Linked DNA regions of Mus musculus: region 2 is linked to region 1. The links are chromatin contacts, called in public Micro-C maps. All regions are on one chromosome and are shown on one strand. Each heading gives the region's core, a stretch centred on a gene start, on an enhancer-like site or on the middle of the called end of the contact. The rest is flanking DNA. Distances are from core to core; before and after follow the strand shown.

Region 1 (4,009 bases), core at 871-3,370:
TAACCTTGGGTCCCGTCGTTCCCCCCCCCCCCCCCCCCGCCCAGCTCCCTTTAGAATTGAATTCTGAGCACAGGCAGCAAGTGAAGAAGCCACCCCAGCCACCTCCAGGCAGCCACTGAGCCTGAGCATCTGTCACCGTGGGAGGCTGGGCCCAGGAAACTGACAAGGCTCCCAGCATGCTCTGCAGCCCGTCACTGTCAAACCCACAGCCCGCAGGAATTTCCCCAGAAGGCCCTGGGTGCTGCTCCGGTGGGGACCCAACCTGCACCCGGAATCCCAGCTCTCCCCACACCATCTGGGACAGCAACTGGCAATGGGTCAAACCGAGTCAAAGTGGGCGGGGACTCCTGCTGTCCTCCATCACGTGGGCCTGGGAGGAGGCGGGCGGGGGCAGGTTTATGAAACTTTTGGTTTGTAGTCAGCAAAATGAATTCAGAGAGAAAATACAAAAGTGGGGGAGGGTGCTGCCCTGCAGTCCCAGAACTGGGGAGACTGAGGCAGGGAGTGTCCCCGATCAGAGCAGCCCGAGCCCCAAAGTGAAACCGTGCTTCAAACTGCAGTGCCCACAGTGTGCACACACAACCACGCTTCAGTTTGATTGAAGTGCACACACTTCAGTTTGCCTTCAATACGGTGTGCAAACATACCTGCTTGCCTCGCACACAGTGTGTATACACTCCTGGTTTTCACAAAGTGCCCGCACACTCTAGACTTTCACACACTGTGCACACACACCTGCTTGTCTCACACACAGTGTGCATACACTCTCGACTTTCACACAGTGCGTGCACACACTCCCGGTTTGCACACAGTGCGCCCACACTCCCGCTCGCACGCGGTTCCCCTTGCACGCCGTGCGCACACTCCAGGCAGCGCACTCACAGTCGACCCTCACCGGGACTGGCTCGATGGCGCGCGCCCTTAGTGGGTCGTGTAAACGACTCTCGCGGATCCGCTGCACACTTCGCATACTGTGTGCGCGGTGTAGACGCTCAGCAGCTGGGGACTTTCTATGACTTCACCGGGCTCTGGGGAGGCGAGTGCCAGCCCAGTCCCCCTCTGGGGGGGTGAGGGGGGCTGACTGGGTGCTCTCAACTCAGCCGCAACCTCCTGCCGCAGGAACCCTGGGGGTGCGCCAGTCTCCCATTCCTCAGAGGAGGCAAACTGAGACGGGAACTGACTGGTCCAAGGTCACACAGTCCTGGCAGAACTCACAACCCGCTCTGTCCCACCACCGAAACAGGTTGAGTCCACGCGCCTGCCCACCCTCGTGCAAGTCCGGGTCCCCTGGTCGCTTCTGAGCCCAGGGTCAAGCGCGGGGCGGACGGGCGCTTCCCCCAGGCGCGCCCCGCCCGGCCTCTGCGGTCCCGGGAGTGCGGGCCAGCCTGGAGGACGCTGGGCTCGGTGCCCGAGCCTGCAGCCGGGGGGTGGGGACGCACGGGGAGGCGGCAGGGTGACCCCCGCCTAAGGTCACCGCGGACCGCGCGGCTCCTCCCGGTCCCGCCACTTCCAAACTTTCCTCCCCGCTCCCCAGCCGCAGACTTGCAGGTGCAGCGCGCGCTCGGCGCTCTCCCGAGCTGCCGGGGCGCCGGCCCTCAAAGCCACGGCTACCTGCCGGGCTCCGCCCTGGTCGGGTGAGGCTTGGGTCAAGTCGCCTCTCGGGCCACCCTTACCCCAGGCCCGAGTCGCTGCCAACCCCTCCCAGCGGCGTCGCCCGCACGGCGGCTGGCGGGAACCCATCAGAAGCAGCCCGAGAACGGGGCACAGAGAGGGCAAGCCACTAGCCCAAGGTCACACAGCACGGTGGCGCGAAGCGGGGGCATGCAGGCGATGGTCCCCGCCAACGAGGGTTCCCGGCCACGGTGTGGTACTCACAGCCGGTCTTGCCCTCGAGCTCCCGCACCTCCTCGGACGCCGAGTGGGCAGCGCCCATGGTGCGCCGCGGGGCCCCGGGCGCCCCACGCAGGCCGGGGACTGCCTGGGCTGCGCTGCGTTGGAGCCGGGTGGGGACGCGGGGACAGCGGCGCGGAGCCGGTTCCGCGTGGGGCTCGAGCGGCCTCTTATAGCGGCGGGAGGCGGAGCGGCGCGGTCCTAGCGCTCGCCCGCTTCCCTCGCGGCCGCGGGGGCGGGAATGGGGGTGGGGGGAGGACACGACGTGGTTCTGCCCCTGCCGCAGCCCCGCGGGATGAGCTTGCGGGCAGCGCGACCCGCATCCCTCCGCCCACTCTGCGGGGTCCAGCGGCGGAGCCTCGGCGCTGGGACAGAGGAGGGCACGCGAGTGTGCCCAGTGTGAAAGATCCCCTCCCCCGCGCCCTGCACCTAGGTGGGCGCCCAGAGGAGCGCGCATCGCAGGTGACAGGCGTGGACTGAGTAGAGAAGGTGAGACCGATGAGTCCCGGGGATCCTGATGAGATAGGAGGTCCTGACTGGCCAGTCCTGCTGCTGGTCTAACCACCATCTCTCCATCTCCAAATAGGGTTGCGGTGAGATGCTCACCGTAGGGCGCAGAGGGAGAAAGGCGCCGGGTTACCATGGAATCCTGTTCAATTGATGAGGAAGGGGCTGGTGCTCCGGGAGGGAAACATTCAACCTCAAGGCTGCCCTGGGAGCCCGCCATGCCCTGCTCTGCTTAGTGACGTCCGGTTTAGCTGCCAAGAGTCTGTTCTGGCTGGAAGTGCTGGGATCCCCACGATCTTTCACCTCGCCAGTCACGGCCGTGGGTGCGCATCCTTGGAACTGGCGTTCTCAGGAGCCCACTCTAGCCAACCCAGGGGTCTCGGCAGAGCCAGAAGAACCGGCCCCACCACTGAAACCCCGATTATCACCCACTCTGAGCCTCCGGGGAGCTGAGTCTGCCCCTGGAGATCCTCCCTGAAGATCCCCCGTCCTCCCTGCAGCTGCCCAGAGTTCACGGAAACTGCTCCCACCCGAGAAGCAAGGGAAGCTTAGCTGTGGGGCATCGCTGCTGAGTAGGCTGGACCGCCTCAGGTCTCCAAGAATTCTAAAAACCCAGACAGATCTCTGTGGGGTGGAGGGCAGGAAAGGGCTCCCCAGGTCCCGGGATGTTGGGGTTTCTAAAATATGCCATGATCTATGTCTTCCTGCAACTAAGTTTTCTGTCTACAGAGGATCTGCATTCTCCAGGCCGGGGAAGACCCCCTCCCCCATCGCCAGCAACCCCAGACACACCCGCACTCCAAGCTGACAGTGCCTTCCCTTGGTGCTCGATCCTTCTACCGAGCCCCCCTCTTCCTCTGGGATCTCTGTGTAGGCCTCCTCGGAGAGGCCTTATCAAGTGTCTATTTTCACCAGGCTGGGGTGTGGTTGCCAAGGAGAGCCCGCCCCTCCCCCCGGGGGGCTGCGAGGAGTCCTCAGGAAAGGGGGCGACAATTTGACTTGTGTATTTGTTCACTCATTTAATGCGTGTTTCTTAATGGTCTACTATGTGCAAGGTCCCGACTAGATCTTTGAGCTGCAAACAGGGATAAGACACCACCTTCGCTGCAGATGGAGTGGGAGTAACAGCCAGGGTGAGCTCTCAGGAGCGCAGAGATCTCAATGTCCACACTGAGCTTCAGAGTCCGTAATTGTCCCCACCCGTGGCCCCACAGAACAGCGGGCTCCGCGAAGCTGCGTGGGTGCTGCGGTGGAGGCACCCACCCTCCCCCTCTGGCAGTGAGTGATGTGAGCACCCAGCAGGGCTCTGTCCACACAAAGCCTAATGCGGCTGGTCCAGGACGCCACCGCTTTCATTCAGTCTTACCAATGGCTCTGTTGGCGTCATCAAAGCCAAACTGAGGTATGGGGGGAAGTGGGGAGCTTAACAAGAGGAAGGCACCACGGGGCTCCCTCCTTGGCCCCAACACCGGGCTGTCTCAGTCACCAGGTAACTAACTGCCTGTCCCTGGAGACACAGTTCCCCCAGAGGAGCTAAAAGCCAGGGACAGACAAACCTGTTTGTCTCTGTGCCAGTGTGATTTGCAAGTCTGGTCCCTAGGAAACAAGAGGG
Region 2 (4,009 bases), core at 797-3,296, 610 kb after region 1:
AGGTTGAAGGGGCTGCTTGAATCCCTCTGACATTTTGAACAAGGTAGGTTGCTGGAGGATTTCGGTACACCAGGTCTTTCACAAAACCCTGAAAGCATCCCCTAGAGGGGAAAATGGCCTTTGAAGGAAAACAGTTCCTTCCATTTCTTGGTGGTAACTTTGTAGCCATCCCTACCACCCTCTCTTAGCAAACTGCTCCCAACTCCCCTCAAGTTCTGCTGGAGAGAAGATGCTACAAATGAGCCAAACGAAACTCCCGTCTCCTGGACCCCTATCCTCCAAGTCTCACCAAGGCAGCCCAAGAGCATTTTCCCCACGCCACCTAGTGCAAGAACCACTCCAGGCAATCGTAACATTTACACATTTTGGGCCTGCAAAGACCCCACACATACACATACACACACACACACACACACACACACACATCAAACGATTGTTTTAGAAATGGGGATTTTTTTTTTTCTCACGCATCTGGTTTTCTAAGGCGTAGATTGGGGGAAGGGGGGGGTGAGACACAGAGCAAAAGGTTGAATTCATTTAAGCAGCCCCATCTAACCAGGCAAAACCACCTTTGACCACCTGCAGAACGCACAAGGTCACGTGGGTTCCCTGCAGCTCCTTAACATAGCACCCAGCACTCAAGCCCCCGTAAACAAATCTGAGAGAGAGAATGAGAATAATAATATAATAATAATAAATAATAACAACAATAATAACTCCCTCTTCCCACAAGAAAAGAATAATCATGGCAACAGCTACAACCCATAATAATAAATACGGAACAGCAATTATTACTGCTACCACCACCACCCGGCCGAGCACAGACAACAGCCGCACTGGGAAGGGAAGGGAGGGACAGCCGCGCTGGCTTTGCCAGGTGATAAATCATAGCGCATCATTCGTGCCCACCTGCTTTAGCCCCCCCCCCCCTTCCCAGGCCCTCCGTCAACACACAGAATCCCAAAGGGAAAGGGGACAGACTGGAGAAGGGGAAGGAATGGAAGGATTGCCCCCCACCCCCACCCCAGGCAACACCTACCTCCAGGGTCCTGATCTCCTTCTGCGTGAGGTCGTTGGAAGCTGCACACTTGGTCCTAAGCCCTTCCAGATTGGAGATGCTCAGGTCGATCATGTTCTGAACCAACTCGCACTGCTGCAAGGCTTTTTGCAAACTCAGAGGTTGCTGCTCTTCGCTTTTCGTCATGTTTTCCTCATCCATCGCTTGCTCTGCAACCCCCCCTTCCCCTCCTCCTCCTCCACCTCCTCCCAGAAAGAAAAAAAGGGGGAGGGAAGGAGTAGAGGTAGAGGGAGTCCACCCCCACCCCCCCTACGCCTCCCCAACCTCTGCGACTTCTCAGCGGTGTCTCCTGAAGAAACCCAACATCTCACACAAGCTTGAGGGGAGTGGGGGGTGGAGGAGGGGACAAGAGCCAAAATTTATTATTATTTGGGGCGGGGGAGAGTATCAGGCAGTCTGCATTAGAATGTCCCTTGTCTCCTCTCTCCTCTCTCTTTCTCTGTGTCTCTGGTCCCTAAAAAGGGAGAGATGCCCGTTTGTCAGAAGCCAACCAGGTGGTAGGGTGCAGTCTGTACACTTAGAGAGGAGGAGGAGAAAGAGGAGGAGAAAGAGGAGGAGGAGGAGGAGGAAGGGGAGGAGGAGAAGTGGAAGGAGGAGGCAGAGGGAAATAGAGCTCACGCTTCGCACACCGGCTCCGTGAAGGGCGGAATTATATGTATATAAATCTATTTGGCCGGGCTGGCTTTTATGTCAAAAAGGAGCGCGCCTGCCCCCCTCCTGGTCGCGGTGACACGGCATGGTCCGCGGGTCCCCGCGCTCAGCGCGCTCTCGGGATGCTGTGCGCACGGCTGGCGCGGCTGCGGCGCCCACTGCGGCTGGCTGCGGTCTGCTCCCCGCGACAACGCTGCTGCTGCTGCTCCTGCTGCTGCTGTTGCCACTGTCGCCGTTGCTGCTGTTGCCGCCGCCGGGCTCCAGGGGGGACGGCTGCTGAAATCGCTCCTGCCTCGCTCCACACCGACATCTTGCCTGTCAATCACTGGGCGGGGTGGGGAGCGGAGCGGAGCGAGGGATGCAGCGCCGAGAGGCGCCGTGCGCGCAGCCGGTCCCCGGGTCCCCGCACTCTGGGCGCGCCTGGGACCCGCTGGCGGCAGGCGGCGCGTGCACCTGCCCGCCGGGCCACCCTCCAGCCGGGGAGGCGGGGTCCCTTGGGACTGAGGGGCTTGCGTGCGGAGCGCAGCCGCTACGATGCCGTGGGGGTGAAGAGGGGGGCCGGGCTGGTCCCCAAGGTGGCGGGGAGGCCCGGCCCGGGGGCGGGGAGAGGTACTCGGTGGCCTGGGTGGGGGTGGGGGCCACTACGCCAGCCCGGATCTCGCGAGACGAGGCCGGAGCGCGGCTCAGCAGGTGCGCGGGGACCCGGGAGCAGGTGCGCGCCCAGCTCACAGGGTTCTGTGCAGCTCTCCTGGCTTGGCTGGTGGCTTCTTGTGGCTTTGGTGGGCTGGAGGGTGCGGGAAAACAACCTTGATGGCTTTCCCAGAGTTGGGACGAGTGGGAGGAGACAATTAGTTAGGCCTGATCTAGCAAAGGTCCATCTGCAGGGTGATAGGAGGCTTGGCTTTCTTTCTTGTCCCCCAAAGGACTCCTGCTACCCACCTTTGGCAGCCACCTAGGGTACCGGAGTAGAGTGCCCAGTACATTTTAAAGAAGTTGAGGGCGAGGAAGGATACTTTGTGACAAGAAAGGGGAATCCTGTAAGAAATTCAAATTTCACTTTGCAGCTAATAAAGTTATACCGAGCGCCTCTGTTACAGATACGCTTTTTATTAATTAATGGGCGACGGGCGGGGGTGGGGTGGGGTGGGGGTGGTTCACGTGCAGCCCAGCGTGCCCGCGAGGTTAGTGCTCAGATGGTGAAGTCAATTCTCTTCTTCTACCCTAGGCTCCAGGAATTGAACTTAGCTGTCCATCCTCACTGAGCCATTTCCACGAACCTATTATAAATTAATAAAAGACGGGGCCTTTCTTCTTAGCTGCATGTGATGACGCATGCTTTTAATTCTAGCACTATGGAGGCAGAGGCAGGTGGATCTCTGGGAGTTCGAGTCCAGCCTCCTGCTGGTTTATCTCTATAGCGAGTTCCAGGCTAGCCAGAGCTACATACGGTGAGCCCCACCTCAAAATTTAATTAATTAATTAATTAAATGAATGAATGAATAAAATAGTTATATTGTAGTAAGGTAGAAAAGAACTGAGATGACTTACCACCACCACCACCACCACCACCCAGAGAACTTTATAGAGAGAATAGCATCCATCGGGAAACACATGGGTAGCTGCAGAGGCTGCAATCTGCAATCTATCAACTATCACCCACTTGCAAATGGTGCCTGGCTACTTTTGGCCTGTTGAAAAGCCAATAGTTGTAGCAGAGATGGCATGGCTCGTGGCAGCTAAAATATTTACCATCTGGCTCATTCCAGGGAGCTATGCCAACTCCTGATTAAATCTATTCTCTATATGAACTTTGCCCAGACCGCACATCATCCTAATTCTCTCTGACTTTTTTTTTTTTCTTGACATTCAGGGTGAAGTCAAATACCATCTCATGGAGACCTCCCATGGATGACTGACAGATTGACATCCCTAACAAACTGTCTACAGGCTGTGTTTACAATAATGAGTAGCCTGGCATGGCATGTACCTGAAGTCCTAGCCGATTGGGAGGCTGAGGCAGGAGGATTGCTTGAGCAGAGAAATTTGAGGTCACAGTCTGGCAACATAGTAAAAATCCCTCATGGGAGAGAGAGGGAGGGAGAGAAGACACTTTGATCCCAGCACAGGAGGCAGAGGCAGTCAGATCTCTGAGTTCAAGCCCAGCCTGGTCTACAGTTTCAAGATAGCCAGAGCTACACAAAGAAACCCCTGTCTCAAAAGCCAGAGGGGGAGAAGGAAAGAAAAACAAAGCAAGGGAGAGAATGAGTGAGAGAAAGAGAA

Evidence for each region. A called contact is a pair of places that touch in the nucleus more often than the background predicts.
Region 2: a Micro-C map of embryonic stem cells shows a contact between it and region 1, with 1.8 times the contacts expected there. The contact joins the promoter of Ksr2 here to the promoter of Tesc in region 1. A contact is called at or near these places in 2 of 484 Hi-C or Micro-C datasets (both in embryonic stem cells) and 2 of 115 datasets of contacts at active chromatin or transcription factors (the 230-238 cell line and embryonic forebrain).

The regions. Positions count from the first base shown.
Region 1 is chr5:118,025,854-118,029,862 of GRCm38.p6, reverse strand. It overlaps Tesc (tescalcin), which reads right to left and starts at 2,120. Exons shown (of 8, transcript NM_021344.4): 1 at 1,876-2,120. The coding sequence starts at 1,933.
Region 2 is chr5:117,412,039-117,416,047 of GRCm38.p6, reverse strand. Ksr2 (kinase suppressor of ras 2) reads right to left here and starts at 2,046. Exons shown (of 20, transcript NM_001312914.1): 1 at 1,040-2,046. The coding sequence starts at 1,219. It overlaps Gm52829 (a long non-coding RNA gene), which reads right to left. Exons shown (of 3, transcript XR_003955989.1): 3 at 2,861-3,006.